2 separate regions of the Cricetulus griseus genome follow, and region 1 is linked to region 2. A link is a contact called in public Hi-C data. All regions are on one chromosome and are shown on one strand. Each heading gives the region's core, a stretch centred on a gene start, on an enhancer-like site or on the middle of the called end of the contact. The rest is flanking DNA. Distances are from core to core; before and after follow the strand shown.

The links. Hi-C and Micro-C count contacts between places; a contact is called where the count stands out from the background.
Region 1: a contact with region 2 is called in a Hi-C map of liver, with 3 times the contacts expected there. The contact joins two enhancer-like sites. A contact is called at or near these places in 5 of 8 Hi-C or Micro-C datasets (the CHL-YN cell line, the CHO-K1 cell line, fibroblasts and 1 more).

What each region holds. Positions count from the first base shown.
Region 1 is chr4:176,538,011-176,544,373 of CriGri-PICRH-1.0, reverse strand. It overlaps Slc24a1 (sodium/potassium/calcium exchanger 1), which reads left to right. Exons shown (of 9, transcript XM_027411360.2): 3 at 610-718; 4 at 4,579-4,662; 5 at 5,524-5,615. Among named protein-coding and RNA genes, the nearest start is that of Slc24a1, 17 kb to the left of the region's middle. Within about 2 kb of position 3,268, at least 2 of the 6 cell types and tissues checked have open chromatin away from gene starts, as enhancers often do.
Region 2 is chr4:176,379,032-176,385,340 of CriGri-PICRH-1.0, reverse strand. No RefSeq gene overlaps it. Among named protein-coding and RNA genes, the nearest start is that of Trnaq-cug, 27 kb to the right of the region's middle. Within about 2 kb of position 1,725, at least 1 of the 6 cell types and tissues checked has open chromatin away from gene starts, as enhancers often do.

The sequences.
Region 1 (6,363 bases), core at 2,019-4,518, 160 kb before region 2:
ATTTTGAGCAAATATGTGTCACATCTGTGTGCAGTACAGGTGTGTGTACTTCGGTACCTCTGAAGGTCTCTGAGCACCAGAGTGTAAAGTCAAAGTGGGCTCACAATCAGTAGCCCTGGGCTGCTAGCTTCACTAGCTCCCTACTTGATCTTAACCCCCCACCCCCATTCTTCCTTCTTTCCTGTCAAAGGGGCTTCCAACTTTGCTTATCCCTGGGCATAGGACAATGACAGAACACGGCCAGGCACAATGTGCAGACTGTAAGGGGCTGTGCCTGGCGCAGTAGCCTGCCTGTGTGATAAGGGTGTGTTTCTAGAAAGGTTGCTTGCAGTGAGGTGCAAACCTTCCCATAACATGTTACTACTGATCCATATGACCTGTTCTCTGTGGAGGCTATGGGACTCATGTACAGTACAGAAGGAGCTAGTCCTGGAGGACCAAAAGGGAGGATGAGAGAGAGTTGGAGGTGAAGGAAGCAGGGGCTCAGGGCAAGGGGCACCCTCTCTCTGGTCTCTGTGGGAAGGAGGCAGGTTGGCGAGCCCTCCTGCAGCTCCTCCCCTGACCTGGGCAGGGCCCCACTGAGGCCTGTGCGGCTCTCCCCTTGCTCAGCTCCCGTCTGTGCTGACCCGAGGGAGCAGCTCGGCCTCACTACACAACAGCATCATCCGCAGCACCATCTACCATCTCATGCTCCACAGCCTGGACCCCCTGGGGGAAGGTAAGCAAGGCCTCCTCAGACCTGCTGGTCTGCCCCATGTGTGCCTCCCCTCCTGCTACTGGAGAGAAGCTGGGATTTGCAAACGCTAGTGACAGTGGGCTGGGCTGGGAGGACAGAGTTATCAGAAGAGAGGGTGGGTAGTGAAAGCTAGACAGTCTGGAAGACAAGGAATACCTAAGACCTGGGCTCACCAAGAGAGAGCCATGTGAGACATAGTTACTGGGGTCCTCAAGTAATATTCCATTGTTTCCCTGCCCTGTGTCCCTGTCTGTAAAGTGAAGGGCCTTATCCACAGTCAGGACACAAATGCTATATGGCCTATTTGGATCTGTGTTGGGGCAGATCCAATGTCCCACAGGTTGACTGGCCAGGGATGCTTCAGGGGACACATCCTCCACAGCCCTGTGACATTTCTCTTTGCTTTGGATTCAGCTCTGGAGTCCTAGGAAGCTTGGCCCTCCTTCCAGCCACGAGTCCTAAAGGACACCCTAGGAGATGTCACAGCCACTTTTGGGGAGCAGAATGCAGTGTTTAAGGTGCTGAAGTCGAACTTGACCAGAGAGTCCCATTGTCCACCTTATCAACTCCGGTCTGTCTTCTCACTTCCCCAGAGCACTACCCCACATACCTCTTACACCCTACTGCCTGCCTCTCAGGAACTCTCCTGCTGCCTTTGGACTTGGTCACTGGTAGAGAACTAAGCCCATGAAGAAAGCCCACTAGGAAAACGCTAGTTTTGGGCAAAGCCATGGCAGGCAGTTAGGCAAGAGAGGCTGAATATGGCACAAAATAATGAGCCCCAGGAGACCGCTGACTGGCCTTTCTGGTGAAGGGGCACCTTTTAGGATCTCAGACTTTCCCCTTGAGACACAATAGGGGGGCTGTGTGTTTAAAAGTATGCTGTACTGGGAAAAGCAGTGTCAAGGACAAGGCAGTAAGACCTTCCTTAGAAATTCTTCAAGGTGGGATCTGGAGAGATTGCTCAGTGGTTAGGAGTGCTGGCTGGTCTTCCAGAGGACCTGGGTTCAATTTCCAGTACCCACATGGCAGCTCACAGCTGTCTGTAACTCTAGTTCCAGAGGATCTGACACCCTCACACAGGCATCTGTGCAGGCAAAATACCAACACAAACAAAATTAAAAAGAAAGAAAGAAATTCTTCAAGATGAGCCTTGGCAACAAAGACACCCCACATGAACAGCACCTCTGAGGAGTGAGCAGACTTGGGCAGTCTCAGGTCTGAAGTCTGGGATGGACCTGGCCTGGCTTCCAAAAGGACTTTAAGTCATGCCAAGCCATTCCCAGTAGAACCATAGACTCTAGCCGAGCCCTGAAAACAAAGAACTTCTCCTGAATGAACTGTGGGGCTCCCAGACCCGGGCACCTTTGTGAGCATCAGCTGCCAGCTGGCCTACTTGTCTTAACAGGATTATGTGGTGTTGAGGCCAGGCTGAGGTCACAGGAGATTGGCACTAAGGAGATGATCCAGCCATGCTGGGTGGGGAGAGGGCACTCGAGGGAACAATGACAGGGGAGACGTGGTATATGGACTGTGGGTGTGGCAAGCCAGGACCCCCCCTTGAGATGAATAACTGCAGAAGTGTCCTGGGATGCAATGCTGCTCAGAGCTGGGGTCTGAGCATTTGCCAACACCTCCACCCGGGAGGGGCTAGGTCCTCTCAGGCCTTTGTTCCCAAGCCACATTTCCCTGACAGCTTCCAGATGGCCATCCAGATGTTTCCACCCTTTCCAGGTGGAGTTTCCCAGACTCAGCTCTCTCCACAGATGTTCCCTGTCCTCTGAACTCTCACCTCCCCAGGGTGGTGTTTTCCTCCCCCTGCTCCCATGCTTCTCTTGTGCTCCCAGTCAGGTGTGTGTGTGTGTGTGTGTGTGTGTGTGTGTGTGTGTGTGAGAGAGAGAGAGAGAGAGAGAGAGAGAGAGAGAGAGAGAGAGAGAGAGAGGCAGAGAGAGACAGAGAGAGACAGAGAGAGACAGAGACAGAGAGACAGAGAGATCGAGCAGCAATAACCTGGGAAATGAGGGGCTGGGGCAAGTGATGAAGGTTGTGAGTTCCTCCAGTCAGCAGTCAGCTGATGTGCCAGAGCCAGGATGGGGATCTCAGGATGTCCTTCTTTGATGGTGGTGACTGTCTGTTCATCAGGATGTTACAGCTCATGATTAGTGCCTAGAGGGCCCTAGGCATTTGGTTGAGGAGGCAGGGTTGTTCTGAAGTCCTAAAAACTCCAGAAAAAATCAGCTGGGTGCCCCGATAACTTGAAGGACCAGAGGGGCCATAGCAGTGACTCTGCAAATGGCATTTACTGCCAAGGCAGCAGCAGCAGAATGACTCTGAGGGTTTAGAGCACAGGTAGCAAGGAGGAAATGCCAGAACTGTTTTTCTATTTGCTGCCTATCCGGGATCCAGGCATTGTCTTTATTCCAACTAACTTTCCAGACTGTACTTTCTTAGCATCCGTGCAGTCTGTCTGCACCGCCGCCCCATTAGATGATCTCCAGGGACTCTTCCAACTCAAACCCTCTGGAATGCTGGGCATTTTCACCGCAGAACTGTTTTCCTGGGTGGAAAGCTGCTGGCCCCAACTGCAGTCATATCACTATCATCATTACAACCAAAAAGTAACACAGTGACATCTAGGGGCTGTTTTAAATACAGTCCTGCATAAATCCTTCCACCATCCACTACAACTCTGGAAGGCTTTACAGGTGAAGTGACTGAGAGATGCAGAGGCTAAGAAATCAGCCAGCTGGGCCATCGTTACAGTGCACCTGGTCAAGCTAAGATTCACTCCCAGGCCCTCAGGCTCCAACATGTGCCTGATGGTGTAGGGAAGCACTGCACCAGTCAAGCACTCTTGTCTCCTGGATCCTCAAGTCAGTGCTCTCTCTGGGTGTCTCATGGTGTTGCCATTTGCAGACAACACACTGGCTTCCCAAGCAACCCGATGTTCATGGAGAGAGCAAGCCTGCATTTACGACAGAAACCATGTGGCCTTTACTTCACATGCCCGTTTGCACCATTGTCCTGCCTTCCCTACCCATCCCTCATGCCACACAGCTGACAGGGGGGCCACTTAAGCTCCTGCTTCTCAGCCCACCCCTTTTTCTTCTCTATGTCAAAGTTATTAATGTGAAGTCCTTTGCACATCTCCTGGCACAGTCAATATAGGCAGAGAGGTGGCCTCCCTGTTATTTTTCTCTCGTGGAAATTGGGGCAGCTATTCTGTTGCCTGCTACTCTAGCGGTCTCCAGTAAAATCTGTCCCAATAAAATGTGACACCCACTTGGAATCTTGGTGTCTGGGATCAAAAGGGTAAAGCCGAAGCTTGATTCCTTCCCCCTTCTGCAGAGGAAGGCTCCTAGGCAGCAGCCCCCTAGAGCAGCCCACGCAGAATGTGTTGTCCTGGCTTCTAGGAGACCTGTGACAAGTGAGCTGCAAGGGACCTAATGGATCATCTAGTCCTAGAGTGGCAAAACTGGACTCTCTGCCATCATTTCTCCACTCCCTGACTATCAAGGACATCGTTGATCCTGGCAGGGACTGTCCTACCAAGTTTGGGTCAGATGCCTCCAATGAGCTATCACTTGAGGTCATGAGGGAAATGCTTCTTGCAGGCTGGTCCCCAATCCAGCCATATGTTTATGAGAGAGGAAACAGGAGGAGCAATCTGCCTTAGGTCATAGCCAGGTAGTGATGGTGGGCACCAGGGGTAGGCCCTGAGAGCTCAGACCCAGACACCACAGGCCTAGGCCAGCCTTCCCTGACTTGTCACCGCTGGGCAATGCAGAGTCCTGACTGGACACTGAGGTCCCAGATAAGATGTCTTCCTTTCTCCTTCACAGCCCGCCCCTCCAAGGACAAGCAGGAGAGTTTGAATCAGGAGGCCAGAGTCCACCCCCAGACCAAAGCAGAGAGCAGTCCTGACGGTGAGAGGATGGCTAGACTGGCCACTGGCCAGGTTTCTCCTGCCCCACCTCCTGTCACAGCCTGTATAGAGCTGACACTGAGACACATGTCAGTCAGTGTCACGCAGGTTCTTCCTTCAGTGATGTTTTTCTGCCACCACCTGCTCCCAGTCACTTCCTCCTTGCTCTCCCAGATGGGACAGGCGAGGGAAGGACAGGGGAGCACTCACCTCTCACATATTTCCCAAACCGCATCCCAAGTGGGACTCGATTCCTTCTTCCCGTGACTTCTACACATGGACATGGTTGCTGTCAGTAATCTGAAATGAGAAACCTTACTGCAGGAAGGTGACTTGGAGTCCAGTGACAGAGGCCTAGCATCCATTGGCAGCTATGACTAAGGAAGTAGAGCAGCAATTGCCACATGGGCTCTCCACACCAGGTTTACCAGCCTTACTCAGAAACCCATAGAGGGAGCCAAGCAGCTGTCATTCTTTCTATTCCATAGCCTAGGAAACCAAGGTTCAGAGAGGTCAAGTGAACTGCCCAAAGCCACACAGCCACGACGTTGTTATCCTGTAGCTAACCTGAGCATTTCAGATTTTTCCAAGCCTCCGAGCTGCTTGCCTTTAAATTCAGTGGGATCCTTTCCAAAGGATCAGCCCTCCCTGCTCCTTGGCCACAATACCAGGAAATACCCGCAAACACAAGGGAATGCTTCCCAGATGCCTTTGTTTTCAGGGGACAGAATAAGCACTGGTCCCAGGTCCCAAACAAGCCTCCTGAGCCCCTCATGTCAAATGTCCTGTAGTTTCTCCTGCCTGTCTCTGCAGCTGCTCTCAACCTGCTCCGCTCTCACCTAACCCATGTTTGTCCTTTAAGAGGAGGAGCCAGCCCAGCTCCCTGCGGTCACGGTCACTCCAGCCCCTGCTCCAGACGCCAAGGGAGATCAGGAGGAGGATCCAGGCTGCCAGGTAGGCGCCCATCCTCTGCACAGCTGGAGGAATTTCAGAGGCCAAGGAAGGGCTTTCTGGCCAAAACACTTCCTAATTGAAGGCCTGAAATCCCATTTAGATTTATCCCTGTGGGGTGAACCATGCCCCTTCTCTGAAATCATTTGAAAAATGCTCACACTTTCCAGACCCACAAAGATCATGGTAATACTCCAGCATGAGAATGAGAATATAAGTATATGACGACCACATGCTGTAAGACTATAAGGAATTGTTAGTGTGTCAGCAAAGCAACCAGACACTGAGACCAGGCTGTCCCAGACCTCCAGTGGCTTGAAGTACAACAAGAGGGCTGTTGGGTAAGAGACCTTGGCATGACCCGAGGCCCTTTGTTGCTGCTGTGCCTGCCTCATCTGTAGCCTGCGTTGCCCTGACAGCCTCTTCTTCCCTTATTCTCTGACCAAATGGAATTTGTCTCCACACTTTTCTACCATGGGTCTTGCTTATAGAGTTCCCTCTACACACACACACACACACACACACACACACACACACACACACACACACACAGAGTCCCTCTCCCTCCATCCCCAGACCCTTGCACCAGAATCCAAATGCCCATGGAACTCTGTACCTGACATGGGGCTTCCACAACTGCCTCCTTGTTTTCTAAACTTCCTCTAGTTCCAGATGGTGAGGTTCCTGAGGGCAGTATGCAAGTCTGAGCCATCTCTGCCTCCACCTCAGAGGGAAACATCCTGTCTGGCAT
Region 2 (6,309 bases), core at 476-2,975:
GAAACTGTAAGCATGGCTTTCCAGTGCCCTTTGTGTCCCTCTAGGGTGGAACTGGGAGCCCCAGGGTGGCCCTTCATTTTTTATCCTGCTGCTCCTCCCAGGGGTTTCTCAGCTCCTCAGCCCTGTGACCGGAGCTGCAGCTGCAGGAGCCTGGTTCTGTTTTCTTTCCAGCAGGCTGCATGCTCAGCAGTCTGGAGAGTGACAGCTCCAGTTATAGGAACCAAAACAAACCAGGAAACTTAGAGGAAGATGTAGAGTGTAGTTTGGAGCAAAGCCACAGTCTCTCCCTGGGAAGGACAAATTGAAGAAACTCCAAACAATTTAAACCGAAGACAGGGGATCCAAAGGCAATATTTAAAAAAATCAAACTCACGTGAGCAAAATGGTAGCTTACAAATAAGCACCCCCAGATTACTTAAAGAGTCTCTTGTGAGGTTCTGAAGATATTCTGCCTAAATTATACAAAGAGCTGAGCAGGTTTGGTCAGAAAAGTAATGCAGGTCCAATTGTTAAGCAAGGTGGATAGTTTTCTGTCTACATATCAGAAATAACAGCTGAAGCTCCATATGTCTCCAAATAACACTTTGTGTGAAAACAAAGCACTTCTAGGGAGAATGAGTGTTTTAGTTCATTTTCCATTGCTATAACAGAATGCCAGAGACTGTGCCATTTATAAAGCAAATGGATTGATTTAGCTCATCGTTTTGAGACAAGAAAGTCCAAGATTGGGTTGTTGCATCTGGTAAGGGCCTCCTTCTGTATCATAACCCAGTAGATCAGGTGGCAGGGGCATCGGGAAGCAGAAGTGTGTAAGAGTATCCAGTGCATGTGTGGGAAATAGAGGGCAGAGACAAAGGTAGCTAGACACTTCATACTGTTCTCGCTGTCACTAGCCCAGTCCCACAAGACCAAGAATTCAATACTGGGAGAAAGGCTTTCATCCATCACCTCAGAATGGCCCATCATCTATCAACACTGTCACATTGGTGACTAGGCCTCAGCATCGTCACTGCCGTTGTTAGGATCAGAGTCTGGGCTTCAGAAGCTGTAACAAGCTATGCTGGGCCACTCACCCACAATCACTCATGGCAGGATGTTTACAATGTGAGTTTTGATAGGGACAAACCACCCTGAAAATATAACTGTGAATTTCCATGGGAACTTCTAAATATCCCAGACCAGTCAGAGATAACAACAAAGGAGACATCATCAGGGGCAGATAAGGAAAGATGTCTATATCAACTCTTTCTTTCTTTCTTTCTTTCTTTCTTTCTTTCTTTCTTTCTTTCTTTCTCTCTTTTAAAGCAATATCTGATTCCAGCACTTGTTCTAGGATCTTTTGTTTGAGACAGGATCTTGTCACACAGCCCAGACTAGCCTTGACCTGGAGGTCCTCTGTCTACCTCCTGAATTCTGGCATTGCAGGCATGTGCCCACACACCTAACTTACACTAGAATTGGCATCTTCAGGGGGATTCAGTTTCTACATATAATTCAGTCCAGGATCACATCAGTTCATGTTTGGTGGGTGCCCTGAGTGATTGCTAAGCTCAATGGCAAATGAAGTGTCTGTCCTTCCTGGTTGTGGAGGGTATGTGTGTACCTGGAATAGCTGGAGGAAGAGAATGGAGTCAGCAGGTTTGGGGTGTCCTTAGCCCTGCTGCTCCTGTCCCTTCACTTCCCTTCTGACTTCCTCTCCCTTCAGTGCATCTGGCAGATCTGGTAGACAAGCAGCAGCTTTGCAGGGGTGTCTGCTGCCCACTCTGGTGCCGTCGCTGTGCATTGCTTCCGAGCTGCTGTTTCTGGGTCTGGGCACAGTGCCAGCATCCGTCTTTGTCATCAAAATCCCGGGGCTGCCTGGTATTCTGAGTGCTTTACAGAGTCAGCAGCCCAGCCCCAGGCATGCACTTAGGTGGAAGGCCGAAGGCTCTGGAAAGAGTATTCAGAACGAGATGGTAGAGATAAAGGAAGGACACAGCAGAGAGAAATAAAAGACTTCTACAGCCCGACTCTATCTTGCTGACCTCAGCACTCAGTCGCATGCCAGCAGCACTGCCCACTAGAACCCTCCAAGATGATGGAAATGTCTTAGGACAATTATGCTGACACAGCAGCCACATCTGGTTACTGAGCACTTGAAATATAGCTAGCGAGGACATTTATATTCTCTTGAATCCTAGTTAATTCAAGTTTAAATAGATACATGTGAGTAGTGCTTACTGTATTAGACACATGAAAAGATAGTAGAGGGTACTGTGCGGTTAGGTGGCACAGTTCAAAGAGCCTGAGAATCTGGATTCTGTTTCCAGAAGCCCTGTGAAAAACTCCAGGCACAGTGGTGCATGAAAGTAATCTCAGCATGGGGTAGGCAGAGATGGGTGGGTCCCTGAGGCTCATTTGGCCAGCTAGCCTAGCCTAATTAGTGAGCTCCAGGCCAATGAGAAACTGTCTGATGTTGATGTTGGAGCTCTGGGTTCAAATCCCAAATCTCTTGTGTTATTTTCTGGCAACATGGAGATGCTTAACTTCTATGAACTTCTTTGTACACAGCTCCAAGATGGAGCTAAGATCTACTTCATGGGGGTGGTATGTTGGGGGAGATGGATGGAGCCTTGGACCCGGGAGTCATTTACTAGTGCACTCAATTGTCAAAACTAGCCACAGAGGTCTGCGAGAGGGAGTAGCCTGGGGCTGTGCACCTTTCCACACACCAGAGAACCCTAGATGACCACCTGCTTGGTTAGGTTATTGCATTTGCCTTAAAATTCTCACATTCACAAATCCCTTTTCTTTAAATTTTTCAGTTATTGTTATTTTAGATTTCCATTGTGTATATTCCTTATACATGGTATTATTTCATAAGAACATTTTAAAAATTAGATTTATTTTTATCTATATGTGCATATGAGCACTCTTAGAGGCCAGAAGTGGACATTAGGTCTCCAAAAACTGCAGTTACAGACAACTGTGAGTCATTCAACATAGGTGCTGGGAACTGAACTCAGGTTCTCTGCAAGAGTAAGCATGGGCTCTTAGTTGCTGAAATCTCTCCAGCGCCACAATGACATTTTTATTCAGGTATATGTCGTATGTTGGACATACCCTTTGTGGTGGTTTGAACATGTATGACCCCATAGACTCAACATGTTTGAATGTTTGCCCCATGAGTGTTACTATTAGGAGGTATGCCCTGTTGGAGTAGGTGTGGCCTTGTCTGTACCAGGCTTTTTCTTTGAGGCCACCAACAAGCTCCCAAATCATGACACGGAGACTCATTAGTTATTAATACTCAGCCTAGCTTAGGCTCATTCCTGGCTAGCTTTTTTAAACTTAAATTAACCTGTTTCTTTTTATCTACCTTTTGCCTCAGGGCTTTTTACTTTTCTTACCTTCTATATATCTTACTTTCACTGTTTCTCATGTCTGGATGGCTGGCTTCTGGCCTTGGGCTTCTCTCTCTCCTTCTCTCTCCTCTTTCCTTCTTCTCTCTTCTTAGATTCCTCCTTCTATTTATTCTCTCTTCCCACAACCCCTGCCTTTCCTTTCTCTGCCTAGCTATGACCATTCAGCTCTTTATTAGACCAATCAGATGTCTTAGGCAGGCAAGGTGAAACAAATGCAACACATCTTTACATAATTAAACACACATCCTTACATTGTCAAACAAATGCAGCATAAAAATGTAACACCCTCATACAGTTAAAATAATATTCTGCAGCATAAACAAATATAACACATCTTTGCCCAGTTAAAATAATATTCCACAACACTTGTTGGAAAAAAAGCGTCGCTATGGAGGCATGCTTTAGAGCTTATATGCTTAAGCCACACCCAGTGTGAGAGTTCACTTCCTGTTGCCTGTGGATCAAGATGTAGAGCTCTCAACTCCCTCTCCAGTACCATGTCTGCTTGCTTGACACCGTGATGATAATGGACTAAACCTCTGAACTGAGAGCCAGTCCCAATTAAATGTTTTCCTTTATAAGAGTTGCCGTGGTCATGGTGTCTCTTCACAGCAATAGAAACCCTGACTAAGACACCTCCCATATATCCTCCTCTCGTCTCCAAGCTCCTGTCAATTCCCTTTGTTTCCCTAGACCAGTGGTTTTCAACCACTCAGGCTTTCACTAAAAAAACTCTATTCATTCAGTAGAGCAGTGGCTCTCAACCTTCCTGATGCCGCGACTCTTTAATACAGTTCTTCATGTTGTGGTGACCCTCAACCATAAAATTATTTTGTTGCTTCTTCGTAACTGTAATTTTGCTAGTGTTATGAATAATAATGTAAATATCTGATGTACAGGATATCTGATATGTGACTTTCAAGGGGGTCGAGACCCACAGATTGAGAACCACTGGCCTAGATAGTTTAGCTTCTACTTTGATATCAATTATCCACATGTGATTTTAGACATCTATATGAAATCTAGGAACCACAAATGAAAGAATCCTGTTACCTTTTCTGTTTTTACTTCAATATTTTGTTTTTATTCCTAAAAAAGCTGACACGTCAAACTTATGGATTTAATTTTGCAAGCAAGAAAACAGACCCAAAGGAAAAATCAAACAAACAAAAACCCAATTGCCCCAAATTGTCGTGATGAGCTAACAGGGGACAGTTTTCCCTTTGTGGGTCAAGGCCAAACCTCACTCTGTCACAGCCTGGAGGAATATCTTCAGACTTCAACCCTGCTCCCTTTGGCTCTGCAGTCAGTTTATTGAATGGTGTTTACCCTTGCACTGACATCAACCAGTTCACAAAACCGAAAACATTACTCTGCCTTTCTTCCAAAAAGCCCCATTCTCTTGGCAGTGAACACTGTTCTATCCTGCTGCCTTTTCCTATCTGTGGCCTAATCGGTGCTTGCTTGTTTGCAAGTGCTTGGAATTATTTCTGAAGCCCCTGATGTTAATCTAGAACTTGGCACATCCATTTGCCTCCATTTTCATGCCTATAATTATTTAATTGCCTTCTTTAGTTCCTGTAAACAAAAAGTCTGTCATCTGAGAGCAGCTTAGGAACAACAGTCCAGGCATACAATGAAAACCCAAGTAGGAAAATCACATTACTGGCTTGTGGTGCACAACAGCTCCCCCTTTTGACCAAGGCATTCAGTTTTAAAGGACCCAAACAAACTCAACATAGCTTATTGAGATGTAATTGATGGACAATCATGATAGGTGTGTGTGTGTGTGTGTGTGTGTGTGTGTGTGTGTGTGTGTGTGTGTGCATTACAGAGTGCACATAGGCCAGAGGAAGTCTTGTCTTGCTTTATTGCTCTCAGCTTTATTCCTATCAGATAGTCTGTCAGTGAACTTGGAGCTAGGCTGGTAGCCAGCCAGCATCCTGGAGCCTCCTTTTTCTGTCCCACCGCCAGCACTGTGGTTGCAAGTGTATGAAATGTATGCAGCCTTACTTAGCCTTTTACATGGTTGCTAGGGGTTTGAACTTATGTCCTCAGACTTGCATTCAAATGCTTTTATTCACTGAACCATCTTCCAAGCCTCCAATGCTCATTAAACAATCCCAGTCAAGATAATACAAATTTCTATCACAAAGAGTGTTTCTGTTTCAGGATTCGACTAAAACACATTGTTCAAAACCGTGGTAGAAACCAACACTTCTATCAAGAGTAATGGCAAAATGAGTTGACTCTAACTCTGTTGGTAGAGTGCTCACCTAGCATGCATAAAGTCCTGGGGCCCACCCCTGCCACCGCAGGAACTGGAAGTGGTGGCACACACCTATCCACACACTAGAGAGATGGAACTAGGAGGATCCGAGGTTCAAAGCTATCCATGACTACACAGCAAGTTTAAAGCCACTGTCTCAAGCAAATAAATAGTTTAAGGTAATAAAAATAGCTTTGTTGTGTTAATAAAAGCAATGCCCTTTTTATTTATTTATTTTTGAGACAGGGTTTCTCTGTAGCTTTGGAGCCTGTCCTGGAACTTGCTCTGTAGACCAGGCTGGCTTCGAACTCTCACAGAGATTCGCCTGCCTTTGCCTTCCAAGTGCTGGGATTAAAGGTGTGCACCACCACAGCCCAGCTACAATGCCCTTTTTAAAGAAAACAAACCTTCTTTTAAAAGGTCATTGCTGCTGGGCATGGTAGCACATGCCTTTGCAGGTTACACAGAGAAACCCTGTCTCAAAAAAAAAAAAAAAAAAAAAAGAAGGAGGAGGAGGAGGAAGAGGAGGAGGAGGAGGAGGGGAAGGAGGAGGAGGTGCTAAGGATGCAGGGTGCTTGCCTAGCATGCATAAGAACCTGAGTTGGATCCACAGAACTCTGTAAATGTGGTGTTTTG